2 separate regions of the Mus musculus genome follow, and region 2 is linked to region 1. The links are chromatin contacts, called in public HiChIP or PLAC-seq maps. All regions are on one chromosome and are shown on one strand. The core of a region is the stretch at or near the end of the contact, and the rest is flanking DNA. Distances in the headings are between cores, read along the strand shown.

What was found. HiChIP or PLAC-seq counts read pairs in DNA pulled down with a chosen protein or histone mark.
Region 2: a contact with region 1 is called in a FOXA1 HiChIP or PLAC-seq map of pancreatic cancer cells. The contact joins the promoter of Celsr2 here to the promoter of Gstm5 in region 1. A contact is called at or near these places in 2 of 115 datasets of contacts at active chromatin or transcription factors (bone marrow-derived macrophages and pancreatic cancer cells).

The regions. Positions count from the first base shown.
Region 1 is chr3:107,893,836-107,897,399 of GRCm38.p6, forward strand. Gstm5 (glutathione S-transferase, mu 5) reads left to right here and starts at 2,019. Exons shown (of 8, transcript NM_010360.2): 1 at 2,019-2,163; 2 at 2,463-2,538; 3 at 2,791-2,855; 4 at 3,453-3,534. The coding sequence starts at 2,119. It overlaps 4933431E20Rik (RIKEN cDNA 4933431E20 gene), which reads right to left and starts at 2,378. Exons shown (of 3, transcript NR_015459.1): 1 at 1,808-2,378; 2 at 216-393.
Region 2 is chr3:108,413,897-108,417,460 of GRCm38.p6, forward strand. It overlaps Celsr2 (cadherin, EGF LAG seven-pass G-type receptor 2), which reads right to left and starts at 1,683. Exons shown (of 34, transcript NM_017392.4): 1 at 1-1,683. The coding sequence starts at 1,598. Gm52630 (a long non-coding RNA gene) reads left to right here and starts at 2,125. Exons shown (of 3, transcript XR_003954680.1): 1 at 2,125-2,261; 2 at 2,554-2,773; 3 at 2,923-3,193.

The sequences.
Region 1 (3,564 bases), core at 769-3,268:
AAAGCAAAACTTTTACCTCAAAGGAAGGGGGTGGGGGGAGAGGGAGGGAAAGGCCTTCAGAGTTGTTAGGGGCAAGGTAGCCAATTCAGAAAAGTTAAGGTCTTCGAATGGAAGGAGCCACTATCCCATTGGCCTTGGCCCATCTTAAAGCTGAAAACCAGGGGAAATCTATAGGATTAGGAAAAAAAATGTGCTCTACCCCAGTGTTCACCTACCTTCATAGAAAAGACTGTGGCAAGGTAAGAGGCTCTAAAGTTAGCCAAGCACAGGGAGCCAGCAAAACTAATGTTTTAGGCCATCCTCAGTCTGCATCCTGGACCATCCAGGGAACTTGAGTGGTCCATCAATCTTCTCCAAGCTTCAATTCCTTGTTCTATAAACTGGGCAGAACACCTAATCACAAAGTTATTTAGCCTGAATTGGGATATATCATGAAACAAGTAGAATACTTAGACTACTCTAGAAGTTTTAGACTCGTGGCTCAAGTTAATTTGTTGCTGGCTTTTGTTTTCTTGGGAGGAATCAACCCAGGCATTATACAGTCACATGTCTCTGTACCATTTCTTCTTTATTTTAGAAAAATGTCCTTTTACAAAGTCTGAAGTTTGAGTCAGTTAAACTAACGGGGAGACATAATTTCCCACACCCAGACTTGGGGCTCCGGGAGGCCTGGTGTCTTAGTCAGGATTTCTATTCCTGCACAAACATCATGACCAAGAAGCAGTTGGGGAGGAAAGGGTTTATTCAGCTTACATTTCCACATTGCTGTTCATCACTGAAAGAAGTCAGGACTGGAACTCAAGCAGGTCAGGAAGCAGGAGCTGATGAAGAGGCCATGAAGGGCTGTTCCTTACTGGCTTGCTTCCCCTGGCTTGCTCAGCCTGCCCTCTTATAGAACCCAAGACACCCAGCCCAGGGATGGTCCCACCCGCAAGGGGCCTTTCCCCTTTTGTGCTGTTTTACTCCACAATATGCTTATCATTTTCCGACTAACTTGTGGATCCTGAGCATCAGAATGAGGTTACCTGGGGCTGGAGAGATGACTCAGCAGTTAAGAGCACCAACTGCTCTTCCAGAGGTCCTGAGTTCAATTCCCAGCAACCACAAGGTGGCTCACAACAGTCTATAGTGGGATCCAATGCCCTCTTCTGGTGTGACTGAAGAGAGAGAGCGACAGTATACTCACATATATAAAATGAATAAATAAATCTTTTTTAAAAGATGAGGTTACCCTTAGTGGAGTTGTGTTTTAAATGTAAGGTACTAAAACAAAAAAATAGAAGACATCTCAATAATTTTCATACTACATTCTGAAACAGTATATATTGGGCTACGTAAGTATACTATGGATTCATTGCCTCCTTAAAAAAAAAAAAACTAGAAGCAAACCATTTAAAAACAATCATATGTCTGTCTTGCATTATACTGCTAGTGAACATTATGATCTAGATCCTATACACTCCCCACAGAGCAGAGAGAAAACACTCACACCCTCTGTCTGTCTGGCTGTCCATACCCTTTGCAACCTGCCCCAAATGCTTAATGTTTTGACTCCTCCCATAAACCAGCCTAACTCGACAGCACCTGCTGTTTATCTTGCATAGCTATTTGTCACCTTTCGGTGTTTGCTCTACCCTCCTCTTTCCTGGAGTGTCCTTTGAGGCATTTCCAATGTGCATGACCTATCCTTTTTCACAGTGGACCTGTTTAGTGTCCCCAGCCTCCCTCAGTCTTCACAGAGCCATTTGTATCTTACATAGAAAATGTTTCTATCCCCAAAGTACCTTATACCTGAATCGTTTCCTACCTCGTAGTTTTATGTGCCAGCTCAACTGTGCAACATGACTCACGCTTCCCGGGTAACTAAGGTCCAGGCCCCCACTGCCAGAAGAGTAGATGAAGCATCAACAGCCCTGGGAGAAGTTCACACCGGAGGATTTCAGGAGCCGCAGCAGCTGCGCCTGCGCACCGCCCACTGACCACGCGGAGGGCGGGTGGAGCATAGAGCGAGAGAGGAGGAGACAGTTCGGTCGCGTCAGCCCGGCCCACAGCGTCCAGTATAAAGTTAGCCGCCCACAGTCCATCGCTGTATCCCCGAAGGGGCTAAGATCGCCCAAAATGTCATCCAAGTCTATGGTTCTGGGTTACTGGGATATCCGCGGGGTGAGTGGTCCCTCGCCAGCCCAGCCTCTGGGACAGAGAGGTGCAGGCGGCCGGGCGGGGGTCAGGGGCCGGTGGGCCGATCTCCAGCCTACCTATGGGGTCCCCAGGACTGTGGGTAGAGGAATAAGGTACTGGAAGTTCCCGGGCGTGAGCGAAGGGGCTGCCTAAGGACAATTTCCCTGGACAGGACGCAGGAGCTTGGCAGCGTTGGGTTGGGGACATTGACGGAGGGGGCCTGCGAGCAAGTGGGCACTGCGCAGGCGCGCTGACCGGGGTCTTTCTCCATCCCCTGCTTTTAGCTGGCTCATGCTATCCGCATGCTTCTGGAGTTTACTGATACCAGCTATGAGGAGAAACGGTACATCTGTGGGGAAGGTAATGAATGTCTGTGGGTGCGCTACAGTTGTTTTTTACCCAGAGGGTTGTACCACACCAAGATGGTGTGGGACCCCCTGCTCCTGTAAGCTGGGAACTTTGCCAAGAGAGGCCCATAGAGTTATCTCTTGCTGTTCAGGCCCATCTTTGCAGAAACTCAAGGGTTAGTTTTTGGGGATTGGGAACTTGAGATAACAGGTCTAAGTCTCAGCTAGGTCGGTAACGGGCTTGGGTCCCACTTCTCTCTTACAGCTCCTGACTATGATAGAAGCCAATGGCTGGACGTGAAATTCAAGCTAGATCTGGACTTTCCTAACGTAGGTGGTTTTGGAGGAGTGGGCAGAAGGGAAGGCCTTCAAGTGTATCTGTTTTCACTTCATCTCTGGCTTGGGAGCATCTAGATAGAGACTCTTCACGTTTATAGAATGGATAGAATTCAAGGGTCATTGAACAGAACTGAGAATAACATTTTATTTCCTACTAACGTCTGAGAAACACTAATATTCTCCTCTTAAAGGCAGGCTATAAGAGACATGAGTTGATAGCCAGGTCTGTGACTTTATCACTGATAGATTCCAGGTATTTTCATGGTATCCTAAATGTATCCTCATGTGTCCTGGTTGTTAAAACACCTATTTTTTTTTTAAATGTATCCATAATCACCCTACTTTTACATACTTTAAGGTATAAAATATTTACATTTTGCTTTTTAAACGTCTATATGCCACACATACATTCACAGTGACACACAGGATTAAGCACCCTTGTCTAGAGTCAGGTGAGGACCCAGTGCTACTTTCTATTTATTTAGTTATTTCTCCTGGCTTCTACTCTCACACACCTTGCAAGTCTTCTCTTTTCCAGAGGAGTGGCGGTCCTGGAGGACTAGGTTCACATTAACTTTCCCCTTCTAGCTGCCCTACCTCATGGACGGGAAGAACAAGATCACCCAGAGTAACGCCATCCTGAGATACATCGCACGCAAGCACAACATGTGTGAGTGGGCTGAAGGGGATAGGAGGGAGG
Region 2 (3,564 bases), core at 433-2,932, 520 kb after region 1:
TCAGCATCAATTGCCTGGACGTGCAGAACAAGGTAGCCTAAAGGGACACTCTCTAGGACGGTGGCCTGGAAAGGGGTGCTGACAAAGATGGGGGCGTTATCGTTGATGTCTAGGACTTGCACTGTTACTAGGCCAGAGACATTGGAGAGTGGAGGACGGCCACCGTCCTGAGCCCGGATCCGAAGCGTATACTCTTTGGTTGTCTCATAGTCGAGTGGGCTTACCACATCCAGGGCTCCAGTCTGAGCATCCAGATAGAACTGGCCCCGAGCATTGCCACTCATGATGCTGTAGTGCACTAGGGCATTGCTGCCCTTGTCTCTATCGGAGGCGGTGACTCGGAGAACTGGGGCTCCTGGGGTCACATCCTCCCGCACCTGGACCACATAACGCTTCTCGCTAAACTGGGGGGCGTTGTCATTATCATCCTCCACCGACAGGAAAACAATGGCTGTGGAACTCCGCGGGCCTGGGTCCCGGCCCTGGTCACTCGCCTCCACTGTTAACTTGTAGGATTCCACTTCCTCCCGGTCTACAGGGCCGCGGGTTCGGATCACCCCCGAGCGAGGATCGATCTCAAAGGCGTCTGAGGGGCTGCCTCCGGCCCCCTCCAGCAGGCGGTACAGAATGTTGGCATTGGGAGGGGCGTCGCCGTCGGTGGCCCTGACTGTAAGCACCTCATAGCCAACCTCCAGGTTCTCCCTGAGGCTCTCCTTGTACTCTTGCTGCTCAAAAACAGGGTCGTGATCGTTGGTGTCGGTCACCAAGATGGTAAGCGTGGCCAAGGCACTCCGTCGGGGCATACCGTGATCCTGTGCAGTGACCCTGAAGACGTGGGTGCTCTTGGTCTCCCGATCCAGCTCCTCAGCTGTGGTGACAACACCGGTGATTGGGTCCAAGGAGAAGAAATGATTGGAGCGGCTATCAAAGAGGGCATCCATGGTGTACTCAAGTCGACCCGCCTCACCCTCATCTGGATCAATGGCTCTTAAGGATGCAACAGAGGTACCAGCAGGCTGGTTCTCAGGCACTGTGGCCTGGTAGCTGGGAGGCTGGAACTGGGGAGCTGTATTCACATTCCTTTTCCTGCGCCCACCCAGAGATTCCTCTGGTGAGCCTTCCCCAGCCCTGAGCCCTGGGGCCTGTGCCAGCTTGCAAGACTGGCATCTGAGCCGTGGGGCCTTTAAGCAAGGGTGCTCTTCAGGCAGGGTCAGCGTGCCTTGTGGAGAAAGGTGTCCTCCGATACCCAGGAGACGACAGCTCCAGGGGCAGCCTTCAGAGGATGGCGGAAGAGGGATATGAGCCCCTGATTCTGGACACCAAACCCTCAGGCCATCGTGGTGGGGCACCAGGTGGCCGGTCAGCTCAATGCCCGATTCTCTGCAGCGGCTGGTGTAGAGCCAGAGGTTCGAAGCAGAGGCTGGGCAGAGCCAGCCCACGGGGGCGCAGGCCCCAGAGGAGCTGCGTCCCCCGGATCCCAGAGAACGACAGGGCCCCACTTGATCTCCCAGTAGTGGCGACGGTGGCAGCAGCAGCAACAGCAGTAGCAGCGGCAGCAGCGGCGTTGGGAGGGGGGCGCTGGCAGCCCGGCTCCGCATCTCTCCCTGTTCCCGGCCAGCCGGGTCAACAGCCGCGGCGGCTCTTCCTCCGGCTCCTGCCGGCCCCGCCGCGCCTCATGCCCGGGCCGGGGCGCGGGTCCCCGGGGGCCACCTGTACGTCCCACTGGGCCTGCACCCAGATGGCTCGGCGGGGCCGCGCTCTTAGCCCACGATGCGCCGGGCTCCCACCACTCTCGAAGCCGGGCCCGCTCCCGAGTCGCCGCGACCACTGCGGGTTCACGCTGCGCTTCCACCTGCGCTCTGAGCGTTCTCTACCTGCGCCCGCGGGCCGCGAGGATCTCTGGCTCTGCCGGGTCCCCCGGTCCCGAGCCCCAGAATGTCCCCTCCGCCCGCGTAAGGTCGCCCACCTGCGTCTGCGGAGCCTCACGCTCCGGCCCGGGCCCGGCTGCCAACGATGGCCCTGCGCCACCCGCTCGCGCCCTGCGTCCCCGCCGCGGCAGCTACCGGTCGCCGGGGTCCCGGGCCCAGACCCGCGTTCCCTCGCCTCCCGGGCGGGCGGGCGAGCTCTGCAGAGCAGCGGCGGTGGTGGCGGCGGCTCATTACCATAGACCTGCTCGCGCCGCCGCGGTCTTAAAGCGGCGACGCCCAACGCGCCGAGGAGGTGGGCCCCACCCAGCGCCCTCTTCTGCATGGCGGCTCTAAGTAAGATTCCCGCCTCTGGTAGAATTTTTCTTCCCAGCACATCAGACTTGCTCCTTTCCATTTCTGGATCCCTTCTACAGCTTAAAGAGGAATGAACAATCAGAAGCCACACAGGGAATTGATACTCTTGTAAAATTCTATGGCTAGCGCTCTTTCAAAACAGTCTTAATGTCTGCAGGAGGTGACCAGGGGGTGGGAGGTGGGTGGATATAGACAGACAGACAGACAGACAGACAGACAACTTTCCAGTCTTACCATCCCTGAAAGCCCTCATTGCTGCCCCATCCTACAGGTCCCGGGTCAGAAGTAAAGACGACTTTGCTCGACTTCGCTCGACACTACAAAGTCTCCCCCAGATACCAGAAGTCGTGCTCTCACTTGGATATCTTGGACAAAAGGACCCCTAAGCTCATTTGGGATACATCTTGGGTACCACATGTCAGGTCAGGGGAAGTGAACCAGAATGTCCAAAGCAGCAAGAGCACTAACACTACCAGATTCCTAGGGCCAGGGTGAGTTGGTTCCAGAGGGCCCAAGCTTCCTGGACCTTAGGACGTGTTCCTTTTTCTTTATCCCTCCTCCCTCCTAGATCAATGTCCAACTGCTGTCCTCCTCCTACCCGCGGCTTTGTAACTAGCAAATGGCCCTGTCCATTGCACAGGACTACTGAGCCCTTCATGGAATGCCACCCCAGAACCTTCTGGAAGGGGTATGAAGAACTGATGAATCTTCCCATAAGTGGAGTTCACACAAGATGTTGGGACCAAAGAACCGGGAAGAGTGAGGCTGGGCAAGCCAGAGGGCTTCTTCCTCTCATACCCTGAGCAATGAGGGATGTCAGATTGTATGAGAGAGGAGGCCACTCTCACATGCTAGCTATGTGCGACCTTTCCTAGAGTGAGGGACTTGAATAAAGTAATGGATTTTCAGAAGTCTCGAGGGAGGTGATGATATGGTCTGAGGAGATAGCTGAGTGGGTAGAGAGACCCCACCGAGCTGAGTCTGGATTCCCAGCACCCACATTAGAAAGCTGGGCACAGGCTCACCAACGTGACTGCTCAAACATGAACCAAAGTAGTCAGGAGACAGACCAGGAGGCCTCAGCCCTGTACAAGAACTACAGGCGACTCGGGGATTCTGAGCGGGAGAACAGGCTTTCCCCAAGGAAGAGCATGCTGATTTGTTATTCTGTACCAATGGTCAGTCCCGGAAAATACATACAAGTAACACTCTACAGATGGAGCAGGTTGTATTTAGAAATGTCTATACATATATGAATATAACAGCAATGAAAAAAGAGGGG